Regions from separate parts of the Mus musculus genome. Here region 2 is linked to region 1. The links are chromatin contacts, called in public HiChIP or PLAC-seq maps. All regions are on one chromosome and are shown on one strand. The core of a region is the stretch at or near the end of the contact, and the rest is flanking DNA. Distances in the headings are between cores, read along the strand shown.

Region 1 (6,232 bases), core at 2,298-4,797:
TCTTTTTTTTAATTTCCCCCAAAATTTCTGCAGATGTGTGTTACACGTCCCATGAAGGCTGCAGCTCAAGAAAGCAGGGGCTCACACACCAGTCACCCACTGCAGCACTCAGAGCTTCCCAACCGTCCCTGCCCTCTTCTCACTGAAACTTCCCTTCAAGAATTTTGTAGGTTATGACCTCTATGGAGGGCTCTTCCCAGAACTGAATTTTCTCTGAGGAAAATCTTCTCATCTTCTGGGAGTTCATAGGACAGGGTGATTTTTTTTTTCTTAAACAGGAAATGAACAACAAAACTTTGCAAAGTTTTATATGTCTGATCGCAGCAGCAGAACAAATCTTGCCTTAATCGACATTCTCCTTCAGCAGTTAGAATCCAGTAGGTCTTACGTGCCTATCACTAAGGTTTAGAACTTAACAGTTCTCCCCATCCTGAGGCAGAAAGCAGCTTTCCCATAATACAGAAGAGCACAGGGTTCAAAATGGGTTTCCCTCCTTCATCTTGGCCCTTTGTGGAAACTGTGACAGTAGACCAGTGGGAATTCTGGCAGGAAGCAAGTCTCATCAGAGACTGACATTTTGTTTAGTTTACAAAAAAAAAAAAAAAAAAAAAAAAAAAGGAGGGGGAGAAAGAGGAGGAGGAAGAGGAAGAGGAGGAAGAAGAGGAGGAGGCAGCAGTATCGGCCTTTCTGTAGAAACTTGCAATTTCCATTATGTGGTGTCTGGAGAGGGAGGAAGGAGGAAGTCTTCTTTATCTATAAGCACTGTAATTTATGATGACTCGTGTGAAATATAAATGAAAAATGTGACCCTCTGAGGCAGAGGTCAACAAATTTTATTCCCACTTAGATCCAGTTTTCTCTGCCAAACCACTGGCTTTCCCTGGATAGGCATTCAACTGACCCAGACACTAAGGGCTGAGTCCATGGGTGACAAACACAGGAAGGACTTTCCACAGTGGGAAATGCTCAGCTGTGGCTTGGCTTTGTGGGTAAGCCTGGGCTCCGTGCACTTCCTACCTCAGAGGCGTGATGAGGAGCCTGACCCCAGTACTGGGGATACCCGATTCCTAAAAAGGAGGGAACAATGTATCCTGGAGCTATGGCATCTCAAAGCCCTCTACTCAGTCTCGTGGACCCAACGTGGGAAAACACTGGGATGCTTCAGAACAGAAGAGCGTTTGTTCCTTGCCCCAGTGTCCTCTGGAAACAGGACTTCAAAGATAAACATTACGTCCATTCATCTTCATGTCTTCACGGAACCACCCTGCACCTACAAACTTCACTTTTGCAAATTATGCCCAAGATGTGAACCCAACTTTGACCACTACGTTCTCTGAGCAAGACCCAACTGAAAGTCACATGAAAAACATTCACACCCTGACCCAAGAGCTCAGAACAGTTCTTTTTGGTAAGACTGAACTTTTTCCCTAGCCAGTCAGATAAAGCACAAATGCTCTTCAAGACTGCGGTGGTTATGAAGGACTTCAAATCCAAGTTACAGAACTAATAATGAACTAATAGTACCTTTGCTAAGTAAATAGGGTCACTGCTCTAACATGCAAAATCTCACAAAGAAACCTTGAAAGAACTGGATGGGTCTCATGAAAACAAATACCTGGGGCTGTAGTGGGGGATGCTGGGAAATTTGTCCCATGCACATTGAATACATGTATGGAACTAGCCTTGTCATACCCTATATAATAAAAAGTTAATTAAGATAAAATTTCAAAAGAAATGAGTATACCAGTGATCTCCTGTGGGTCTTTGATTTAATTCATGCTCCAAGTACATGAGTCTGACACAAACAGCATCCATCTGTCTAGCACGTGACCTGTGGTATTTGTAAATTACTTTGAGATAAAAGAAGTGTTAAGCAAAGTAGAGAAATTCAAAACTGTGTTTATTAAGCCTATGGTTTAGACACTGCTGTTTCTTAATGCACGAGGATGACCGACAAGAGGTCCTGGTCCTCCAGCCTGGCTCTTTGAAGGTTGAGGGTGGTACTGAGACGCACACACTCAGAAGTGAGACCACTGTGAGGACTGAATGACCACCAGCTGTGCTTGACCCTGGTCTAGTTTCTTTTCCTAAGCCTCAACCTGCAATCAGGATTAGTAGGTGCACAAGAGCGCAGTAGCTGGTGTCCAGCCCACCACATACACTCCACCTATTTCTGCAAACTTCCAAACAGCCACATTGAAGCTGACTTTTTTTCCGTGTCTGAGCAGGGCCTTTCCTCTTAGAGAAATGTGGAATCTAGGATTATGAACTAAAAACGAAAATGTAAATTAAAGTCACAAATACAACCTTTCTAGCAAATCGAAAACCTGTGTAATTATCCAGGTGCACATGCACAGATGGGAGGTCCAGGGTCAGGTGGCCACATTCCTTAGGTCCTGTCCCGCCTTCAGCACAGTCGCTAAATATTAACTCCTTTTCTGTCCTCTATAAACAAAATACTTTTACCCTCATGTCAAAAGAGTTTACAACCACTATCAACTAGCCCTCCTTTCTTCTCTTAGGAAATTACACATGAGATGTGAGAGCGAACTCAAAAAGGTACTAATTGTAAGTGATAGGATGTAAAATTCACAACACTTGCACATGTGAACTAAGCACGGTTTCCGATGTTGATAAAAGATGGACCCTCAAAGAACTACTGAATCCAGGGGCAGGATATCATCTAAGTAGAAACCAGAGCAAATGGACAAGCAGGGCTGCCTGAGAGGTGAGGCGGGACACTGGTACTACATCATCGGGAAAGTTGGTTGTGAAACCAACCCATCCTTTGTGAGGTATGTGAAAGACACCAGCCTCTCAGAGTGGACTCTGCAAGCATAGGATGGGAGAAGAAAGAGAGGAAAGGAAGGAGCCAGGTGGGAACTGCGAAAAGGGGGTGGGGGCAGAAAGGGAGAGGGGAAAGATTGGTTTCCCAGTAAAAAATATGTATATATAATATATATTATATATAAGTATACTTATAATATGTAATATATAATGTAAATTATATATGTATATATATATATATATACATATATATATATGAATATGATAGCTAGTGGTGTACAACTTTAATCCCAGCACTCAGGAGGCAGAGTCAGGGGCAGGAGGAACTCTCTGAGTTTGAAGTCAGCCTAGTTTACAGAGTGAGTTCCAGGACAGCCAAGGCTACCCAGAGAAACCCTGTCTCAAAAAACAACAAAACTATTTACCCAAAAGTATTATCTAGGTTTTAGAATTAAGTTGGAATTGGCCAAAAGCAATTATACAACTAAAACCTGTAGACTGACGACAGGCGGCAACCAAGCCTCAGATCTGCTGAGCAGACCCCAGCTCTGGCAAAGGAGAGAAGAGTAAACATTTGTTGCACTCGGTGAAACTTTTCCTTCCTGAGAGCCAAAAGCTAGCTGACTCCAGCCGCAGAGGGCCTGGAAAGATGTGGTCTGACAAGAATGGGAGTTTAAGCTAAACAATTTTGAAGACTCTGCGCCAATATGTTTAAACTTCCTCTACTCGAAAAAGCTGACAGTGTTTCTCAAGCTTCCCTTAAGGGGAAGATTAGACCACAAGTGACAGTTACAATGTAACTGTCCATAAAACTCCTAACTTGAAGGCTGTTACAAGTTACAGTAGCAAGTTACAGCCTGCTGGAACCATCAAGTAGTTCCATTAGAAAGGCATATTTGAATAATTATCCCAGCAAAGCTTTTCCTATGACATTATATGCATGCTGTACTATCAGATCTTTTTATGTAAATACAATTTTATATATATTACATATAAGTACATAATAATTTGTATAGAAACAAGTTTATATGGCTTATATGTGTGATATATAACATTGAGAACCGTAAGTCAAATAGAGGTTAATTTAACAGTTAATATTTTCATCAATCTCATAAAATGCACAGGTTTGGGCTGAGGGTGGAAGGCTCAGTCACTACAGTGCTGTCCATTTAAGGATAAAGACATGGGTTTGATCCTCAGAACCCACATAAAAATGCTGGTCACGGTGGCTCACACCTGTAATCCCAATCCTAGGGAGGCAGAGAGAGGCAGAGCTTCGGTACTCACTGATCAACCAGCCTAGCCTAAACGTCATACTTCCTGGCCACTGAGAGAGCCTGTCTCAGTGGAGAGGGAGTTCCTAGAATGTCACCTGACCTTGTCCTCTGGCCTCTCTCTCTCTCTCTCTCTCTCTCTCTCTCACACACACACACACACACACACACACACACACACACACACACACACACACACGCGCTCGCACACACACACACACACGCGCACACACACACACACACACACACACCAAAAGCAAGGCTCCAACATGCGGAGGGGATAAACTCTCTTTAAAATCAATCACTTTTTCCTAGCTTGCTGACCTGGCGATCTTTTGATAGAAGGAAAAATGACACTCATGTCTGCTTCATACATTAGTTTTTCTTGCGTCTATTTCCTGAAACAGGAAACATCCATTTTGTTGAGCTCCTTTTGTCTTGGCAGACCATAGGTCACTGCAAAGCAAGAGGGTAGGGGTGGGAGATGGGGGTGGGGGTGTCATCTGTCTTTGGCTCCGGGACACACCCTGGCCGAACAGGAGTGAGTGAGTCACACGATATAACATGATTATCTACCAGCTCTTGTTAGCATGCTATATCTGCTTGAGAGCACTATAAGGTCAAATCTCAGCTTTCCTACTGGCTGTGTAACTTGGGGATTTAACTACACTTTGACTTTACAACGGGTGTATGGATAAAGTCACTATCATAGAGTTATCATGAAAAGTAAGTAGCTAACACACAAATAGGTGTTAGCAGAGAACCTGAAATATATGCAACATGCAAAGGCAGGTGTAAAGCTAGCTTTAGGTTTATGTGTGTACACACAGATATATATCTTTAAATTTTTTATGCCAAGTAAGCATTTTCCATCCACATTGATATACTTTTGGTATATCATGGTAGCTCTAGGATTTTGGAAGATGCACTCTGTATGTATGTAACAATTAGTTCTTAAATTCAAATTTCTTTTAGCATATGCTCTAGTTGTGAACTTAAGGATGAAAATGGAACTTTTGAGCCCCACCCCCGAGTGACATGAAAGGTTTGCTGTGTTGTCCTGAGTAAATGCAGCCAGTAGAAAGTATAAGGAGTCAGCTCATCACCCTAGTCCCCATCATTTCTTCTCAAACCTGGGTTGAAGCTCACCAGCTTCCCACACAGACTGCTAAAGATGGAAGGCAACTTTGTTGCTTGGTAACAAACACCTTGTTACTTATTTTGGCAAAGAACTCTAATATTATTCTTATAATCTATTTTTTTTCCTAAAACATATCTAGAGGTGGCTTTACGGTGACATCACGTGGGAACGGCGGAGAGCGGGTTCAGGTCTACACACACAGTTCTTTCTGAAGCTGCTTCAGCCATGTCACCAAGTGTCACTTGAAATGAGTCCCTGTTCACAGACACCTGAAGTTTTCACCACGTCTCTGACTCTCCCCCGGCTCCTTTCCATTCAGACTTTTTCTCTGGATTCGACAAACTCTTTCTTCTTGTATCCTGCTCAGTACAGATCTTATTTTTAACACTGACCATTCTCCTTTTTTTGCTGGCTACGTCTAGTACACATTTAGTTTCTTTAATAACTCCCTGTCCATCTTACCCCGTCCTCATCTCTTCAGCTCGGAATCACCCAGCTGCTTTCTGTCCACTCTGGGCAGGCAAGCTTGAAACACTCACTTCAAGAAGCTTCTCTTGCCTTTCAAGTCCTTGGACGTACAAAACAACAGTTTCCTGTATGCCTGGGAGGGTTTTCCTGTTTATCAGTGAGTAAGATCTCTCACAGACATTCGGATTGCCCATCCTGCACACCAGCTTAGGTCCTGGGTTCAAGTCTAAAGTCAGATACAGACTGAAACCAACAGTTGCCAGGCAATGCCCAAACTGGTTCTCCTTTCAATGTAGTTGTGCTAATGTGAAAGGAAAAACTCCTTTCCTGATGTTAGTTTGGCTGTCTGAGGCCCTGAATGACCAATAGCCCAGAATGCATGAAACCTCACTCAGCTAGTATCTTTCGGAGCAACCTCTAGCACTTTTCTTCGACCCCACTGCCCCACCCCTCCCTGCTTAATATAGGGAATGTATTTATGTGTTTGCTTCTTCGCTTCTTGGGCAGGATCTCATCAGGTAACCTAGGCTGGCCTTGAACTTGGAATCCCTGAGCCTTGTCT
Region 2 (6,298 bases), core at 2,583-5,082, 900 kb after region 1:
TTGTTGTTGTTTTTATTGAGAAAATATACACATCCCTTATTTTCTGAAGTCAGTCTTACACTTGGATATAGTTTAGCTTGCTCCTGAGTGCAAGTCGACAAAGTCAGAACTGTGGCAGCTGTGAGCCTCTCTGACACACCTGCAGTCTTTGGGTAAAGCTCCCTCCAGGCTTCCGTCCTGACCTGGACCTCGTAGATCTCCCGTTGTGCGTTTTGCCTTCCCTGTGTTGCATGTGCTATTGGAGCAGACTGACTTGCTTTCCTTCCAGAATAACCTTGTAGGGAAGGAAGTTCACGCCGCACCTGTGCCTTGAGGGTGGCCTGGACTCTCATCCTAAGTCCGCGTTGATCACCTAGTAAGTACCTACTTGCTTATTTATAATGCCGAACTTGGATGCTAGCACCTGAGATCCAAAACTCTTAGTTTGCTTCTGGATTCTGCCTTATCCATACTGGAGAGGGATTGAATCTCATAAAAGGAATTGGAAAAGACCTGCTACGGAGGGATTACCCAGGACTGCAGAATCTTCATGACCCTTTGCTGAAGGAGGGGGGCTAGTCTTTTTTTAAAAGAAAATGATATACATACAGAAATAATTTATCAACTGATTAAACACCAAGATAAGGTACATGATTCTTCAATATCACTAACAAATCAACTGCTAGCCAGCTCTCGACTGATCTTTTACAGGTCTTTTAATGTTCCTTAACAAGAGGCTTCTAAGGGTTCGAAAATAGATTGTTGGAGTCTGCGCCCAAATCAACAAAGGCCTCTCTTGTAGCCCCCCACCTCTCAAGGCAAGCCTGTGGGGTTCAAGGCCTGACAGCCGGATGTGGGCCTGGCATAGAAAATATGTTGTATGTATTTGTAGCATGCTGTATATACCACTGAGGAATGTCTGTGGCTTCAGAGAATCAAGCAGGTACCTGTCTATGCCTCCCATGGTCTCCTGGAGCTGAGCACCCAAGCAAGCCACCCCCAAGTCTCAACTGCATCAAATCATTAGCCAAAGAAGCCAAAGTCAGTGGCATCTTCGGAACAAGCCGCTAGCACATCAAAGATAACGCAAACACCACAAATAGGCCAGGCTGTAAAGAACACCCTTGTGTTTCTAAAGCAGAGGAGGAGCCTTGAGGCTCACTATAGATCCAAGTCCTCTAAGTGAGTTCTCCACATTCAGTATTCATGGCCCCTTTAAAAGGCAGAATTAACAAACATCAGAACAAAGAAATAAATGCCCGGGCTATCAGTGGTCAAGAACCATTGATCGAACACAGCTGGAAGCTTCAACGTAAACCCAGGTCTCCTGATTGTGTCAAAATTGAACGTGGTAGTGCACATCTGTAATACAAGCACCAAGGACTCTGAGGCAGTAGGACCAGAAGTTTGGGGCCAACCTGGGCTACATAGAACCATGAGTATAATTAATTCTTTAAATGTTCTTGGTTGCCTTCCTACTTTTGGGGCTTTTTTGAGGGTTTGAATTTTCAGGATTTTGCTGCTTGTCTTTAAGACTAGGCCCTACTCTATAGCCCAAGCTGGCCCTGAACTCACAGCAATCTTCCTGTTTCAGCCTCATGAGAGTTGGGATCATGCCTGACTTCACTAATTCTATATTAACCAACCTCCAAGTGATTCAAAATTCCTCGTGAGGGAACCAGATTATTTGCATTTTTTTCAAATCAAGTTAGGAATTTGGTTCTTTTGTGATGGTTTGCTCCAGAATCTAGGATACTTCCCCTTCTCAACTATCCTATAATTTTTAATTCTAATTACCATAGGATATATGGTATCTTAATTTTTTTAAAACACCATCAAATTATCTGAATTTTTTTAAAGATAATGTGATGAATTGTCCAAACAAGTTGCTTGGATCCCCAATGTACTGTGAGAATTGGCATATAAAAAGAACAATGTGTATATGTATCAGAAATAGCTGCTATCTTGGCCCAATGTATGACAGGGTATATTGCAAACTTTACTTTCTTTACAGTTCTCTCTCTCTCTCTCTCCCTCTCTCTCTCTCTCTCTCTCTCTCTCTCTCTCTCTCTCTCTCTCACACACACACACACACACACACACACACACCTTTCCTTCCATATACCTTTTCTACAAGCTAATAGACATATGATTCGTATAATAATAATATACAGTTCTGTTGACTACTTCAAAACAATTCATAGCAGTAGTAGCAGAAATAGCTGTTTATATTGCTGCAGGCTCAAATTTAGTTAACACACTGGTTATCTAAATAAGGAACATTCCTTAGAGGTTCATATTTTAATTAGCATCTTTTTTTCCCCAAGTAGGGACTGGATAATTTTTATATCATGAGTTGTATTTACAGCTGGAGCAATGCCTCTGTAATTGAGTCAGCCAAGAATCAACCCAGCCATAATTTTCATCAGCGACCTGTATGGTTTTCCCCAGCTAGAGGGAAAACCAGGGACCTTCCCCTGGCCACCTGCTCTGTGGATGATGGGAAAATATGACAGCTTGACTGACAAAGTGATGAGATTATATAAAAGAAGGAGAAAAGAAATACACACACCCTCAGGGTATAACTCAATGGTAAAGTATAGGCTTGGCACACTGGAGGCCCCGGGTTCAAACCCAGCTCACAGTCAGATACAGCAGTGCTGGGCTGGAGTCCCGGAGACTTTGTTTGCTGAATCTTAAGGACCCATGAACTCAAGACCAGATGGGGCAACAGAGTGAGATTCTGTCACATAATAACAACAAAATACTTCCAGCCACACACACACACACACACATACACACACTGCTCTCTATATTGTCTCTTTCCTTTTCTTTGTTAAAGTAATTCATAATGTTTTATTAGATTTTTATCTAAATTCAAATTGTGATGTGTAGACATTTCCCTCTAACATCCCTGAATTTTTCCCTAGAGAATAACTACAAGGCCCCATGCCATTTCCTGCCGTGTAGTGTGGCACTCGTAGGGGAGTTAGTTCTTGGGACCTCATGGTAGGAATGGAAATGCTCTCATATCTCCTGATCTAGAGGGCTGCTCTGAGTTCAGCAATGCGAATCCCTGGGCTTCTCTGCTTGTTCCCCTGGACGACTTTCCACTCCTGCCTTCAGGAACCAGATTGTCCGAGCCATTATAGCAACATCCCATCTTCCGTGTACAAACTTGTGAAATACCAGCTTTTCATCTCACTGTCGGCAAATGGACGCCTTATGCACATACAGAACACTCTGCCACGACTCTAGTCACTGGAAATAACGTGGCACTGACATCAGGGAGTCACATAACAGACGACATGTCTAAAGGACAGAACTATTTTCCACAGAGTATTAATTTACCAACTTCCTACATGACAATTTCCCAAAGCAGCCGAGAACATCTGTGACCCGCAGGCTTCATGTTTCCCTTAATGGGGCACTAATTGTTTTTAAATAAATGTCCCCCACTGTGCAAGCTCTCAACGTAGAATAGAAGTGGGTTGAGGGGTAGAAAGCCTAGCCTATCATTCTGATGTCTAAAATGTCACACTTTCAAAGATGCCAGGGAGATGAAATGCATTTAATAATCAATGTAAAAAATTTAACACATGTTGAAGCTCCTGTTTGAATTATAAAAGTATCAATTATAAAATGTCTACCCTCCCCCGCAAAAATACCAATTTCCACTCCCTATAACATTGCTCCTTAAAATGGTTACAGGCGGGATCCACATGCATACAGCAGACTACACAGGCGTTGCTGGTGCATGCGTTTTGCTGGCTCGCTCTTGACACAGACTATTTTCTGCACGAAAGGCTCTTTCATTGTGTTTTCCTTATTTGTATCTTTTTCGGGGTTTGGAAATGAGGTGTTTTCATAGCGCCACCTTGTGGTCATGAGCCATATGAAATTTATACACCCAGCCTAACCTCAGCTTCCTTTCCCGGACTCGGCTTGTTGGAGATTTTTGTTTCGCCTTTGTTATTGTTTTCTCTTTCCTTCTAGTTAATATTCAAGAGTTGTTCTTTGCCAGTGATGCTACTGAGAATAATGACCCAATTCAAACAAAATAGACCATTAAAAATTTTTATGAAAATGTCCTAATGTAGTACCTGCACACTTAGGGATATGCCCCTCAATCAAGGGACTGCGGAGAGGGGTGTGCTAAAACCCCATGGGCACAGGAGAAATGTTGAGGCGGGCTTTAACTGAGAGCATTCTGGCTAAACTTCCCTTACATCTGCCGTGGTTTTCAGGGCTGGCGCTGGTCTGAAATTCAGAGAGCTCAGCAGGACAGGCAACTGATTCCAAGGCACAACGATGGGAATATTAAAGCCATTGATATTCTCCACACGGCAGCAGGAGCCACAGCCAGGTGCTAAAGGAATTGGTGGTTTATGAAGAAATAATCAAATATTCTTTCCTTCCCTTCTCTTTTTTTTGTTTTGTTTTGTTTTGTTTTTTGTTTTTTTGTTTTTTGTTTTGCTTTTTTTTTCCAGCCTCACACCAGACCCAGCCTTCTTATCTCCAGGGAGAAGAGTGCCACTCTGTAAAAATAATAGAACTCTTCCCCCCATGTCTCCCAAAACCACTTCAATTCTGAAGGCTTCATTACACTCGAAGAAACTCCGGTCCAATGACAGGTGTGGACTGTCAAGCTTTGAGGTAGGTAATCATGGAATAGAGTTTTTAAGATTTAGATAACTAAATCCACTGAAGGCTCCATCCACCTTTGTAAGTCGTTGACTCTCAGAAATTTGAAACAGGCCGGGAGGTAAATTTGCATGGTAGAAACAAAAGAGGAGAGGATACCTGGGGGTGACATTAACAAGAAAGGACCCGGTCCCTGGGCTACTTAAGAGCACCAAGGCTGCTCAAGGACCTTCCCTGAGTGGAGGCCTTGGAAAAGGTGACCTAATTTAAAGGGCGAGCTGAGATTCACACATAACTTTGTGCATGCATGCGTGCACATAAGCTCAAGGATAAACATCCAGCCCCGTTGGCATAGACATCGGGTTTCGCCTCAGCTCCTAGATTTGACCTCTGTGAAAGACAATGGCTTCTGACTTTCTCAAACGTCAACAAGAAATCCGCAAAGAAGGCATAGGGGTCAAGGACTCGAAAGTCGCATTTGTAGACAGTGTCACAACAGTGTCGCCCTGACAGAGCGGCTGAGGATAAAACTCTTATGTGTTTGAACCTGGAGAGGATGAGGTAACTGGATGGGCCACAGGAAGTCCCAAGTGGGCCACGGAAATTGACAAACCCCCATGTGTCATCCCACAAGTGAAGGTTCTGGAAGTTTTCCAAGTCTGCCAGTGATCCCAGCTGACCTTTCTCAGTCTGGCAGACTCGGGGCCAGACTGTGGAGAAAATGACTGAGAAGCAAATTCCTGCTGCTTCCTGGTGAGCCCGCTTCACTTTCCAGTAAGTCCCCAGTGGTATAATTGTTCCTTTATCTGCACAGGAAGAGAATTGTCGATTCCTTCTGGAAACTAGAGAGGGCCTGCCCACTCTCCTGGATGCTGGCTCAGAGTCTGTGCATAGGCAGACCTGGAAGGAAGCCCGGTCCTGCGGGGACCACCATGTCATAGTAGCTCTCAGCATCAGGCTGGATGGGGACTTTAATTCTCTAAGATTCAAAGGCCTCGTTGATGATCACCAAGCAGAACTTGCTGTATGTTACTATGAAACTTGGACCAACAAAGGGTGACCCACTGGCCAAAGCCAGGCCCTCTCCTGTGTTTATGACCGCGTCTTTTCAGAAGCATATCCCCGCTCGTTCACATTAGTCCCCTGTACACCAACTCCCCTCCATGGCAGAGGTGAGGAGCTGCACCAGAGCTCCCATGTCTGCCCAGCCCGGATTGCTCACTGCCTGGGCCTTCACATGAGAAAAGCTCACTGACTCCAGTTCAGCAGAAAGGCCGTTCTGGTAAGGCAGTGTAGTATCTGGAAAGACCCTGAGAAGGGACTCAAAGGCCTGAACTCAGGCTCTGCCTCTATCAGAAACCAGCAGGTGAATGACTGAATACCTTTCCAGGGGCACGGGATGTAAAAAAAAAAAAAAAAAAAAAAAAAAAATGTGATCTCCATCTCCAGTGCCAAACTGGTTACCCAATACTTTTTGTTTCCAAAAGCTTTTTTTCCTATTTGTGACCCAAGGACTATGATATTTGAGGTTATTACATTGGTATTGACACCTTGTAAAAAATAAATAAATATGGGAATACAGAGATAGAGAGTTCCTTGGTTTAAAGCACTATCTGCTCTTTGAGAAAACCCAAGTTTGGTTTCTAGCATCCATCGAAGTAGAGTACCCTACAAC

What was found. HiChIP or PLAC-seq counts read pairs in DNA pulled down with a chosen protein or histone mark.
Region 2: an H3K27ac HiChIP or PLAC-seq map of microglia shows a contact between it and region 1, with 15 times the contacts expected there. The contact joins two enhancer-like sites. A contact is called at or near these places in 1 of 39 promoter capture datasets (hippocampal neurons), 3 of 15 datasets of contacts at CTCF or cohesin (hippocampal excitatory neurons, large pre-B cells and pro-B cells), 122 of 484 Hi-C or Micro-C datasets (the 63-12 cell line, B cells, the C2C12 cell line and 77 more) and 31 of 115 datasets of contacts at active chromatin or transcription factors (the HPC-7 cell line, PVALB interneurons, VIP interneurons and 21 more).

The regions. Positions count from the first base shown.
Region 1 is chr13:101,739,329-101,745,560 of GRCm38.p6, forward strand. The region is part of intron 2 of Pik3r1 (phosphoinositide-3-kinase regulatory subunit 1); the gene reads right to left. Among named protein-coding and RNA genes, the nearest start is that of Pik3r1, 26 kb to the right of the region's middle. Within about 2 kb of position 3,548, at least 46 of the 459 cell types and tissues checked have an H3K27ac peak or open chromatin away from gene starts, as enhancers often do. A contact at or near this core is called in DN2 thymocytes, the HPC-7 cell line, long-term hematopoietic stem cells and 1 more, where this site is marked.
Region 2 is chr13:102,641,194-102,647,491 of GRCm38.p6, forward strand. No RefSeq gene overlaps it. Among named protein-coding and RNA genes, the nearest start is that of Gm41046, 22 kb to the right of the region's middle. Within about 2 kb of position 3,833, at least 71 of the 459 cell types and tissues checked have an H3K27ac peak or open chromatin away from gene starts, as enhancers often do. A contact at or near this core is called in DN2 thymocytes, the HPC-7 cell line, long-term hematopoietic stem cells and 1 more, where this site is marked.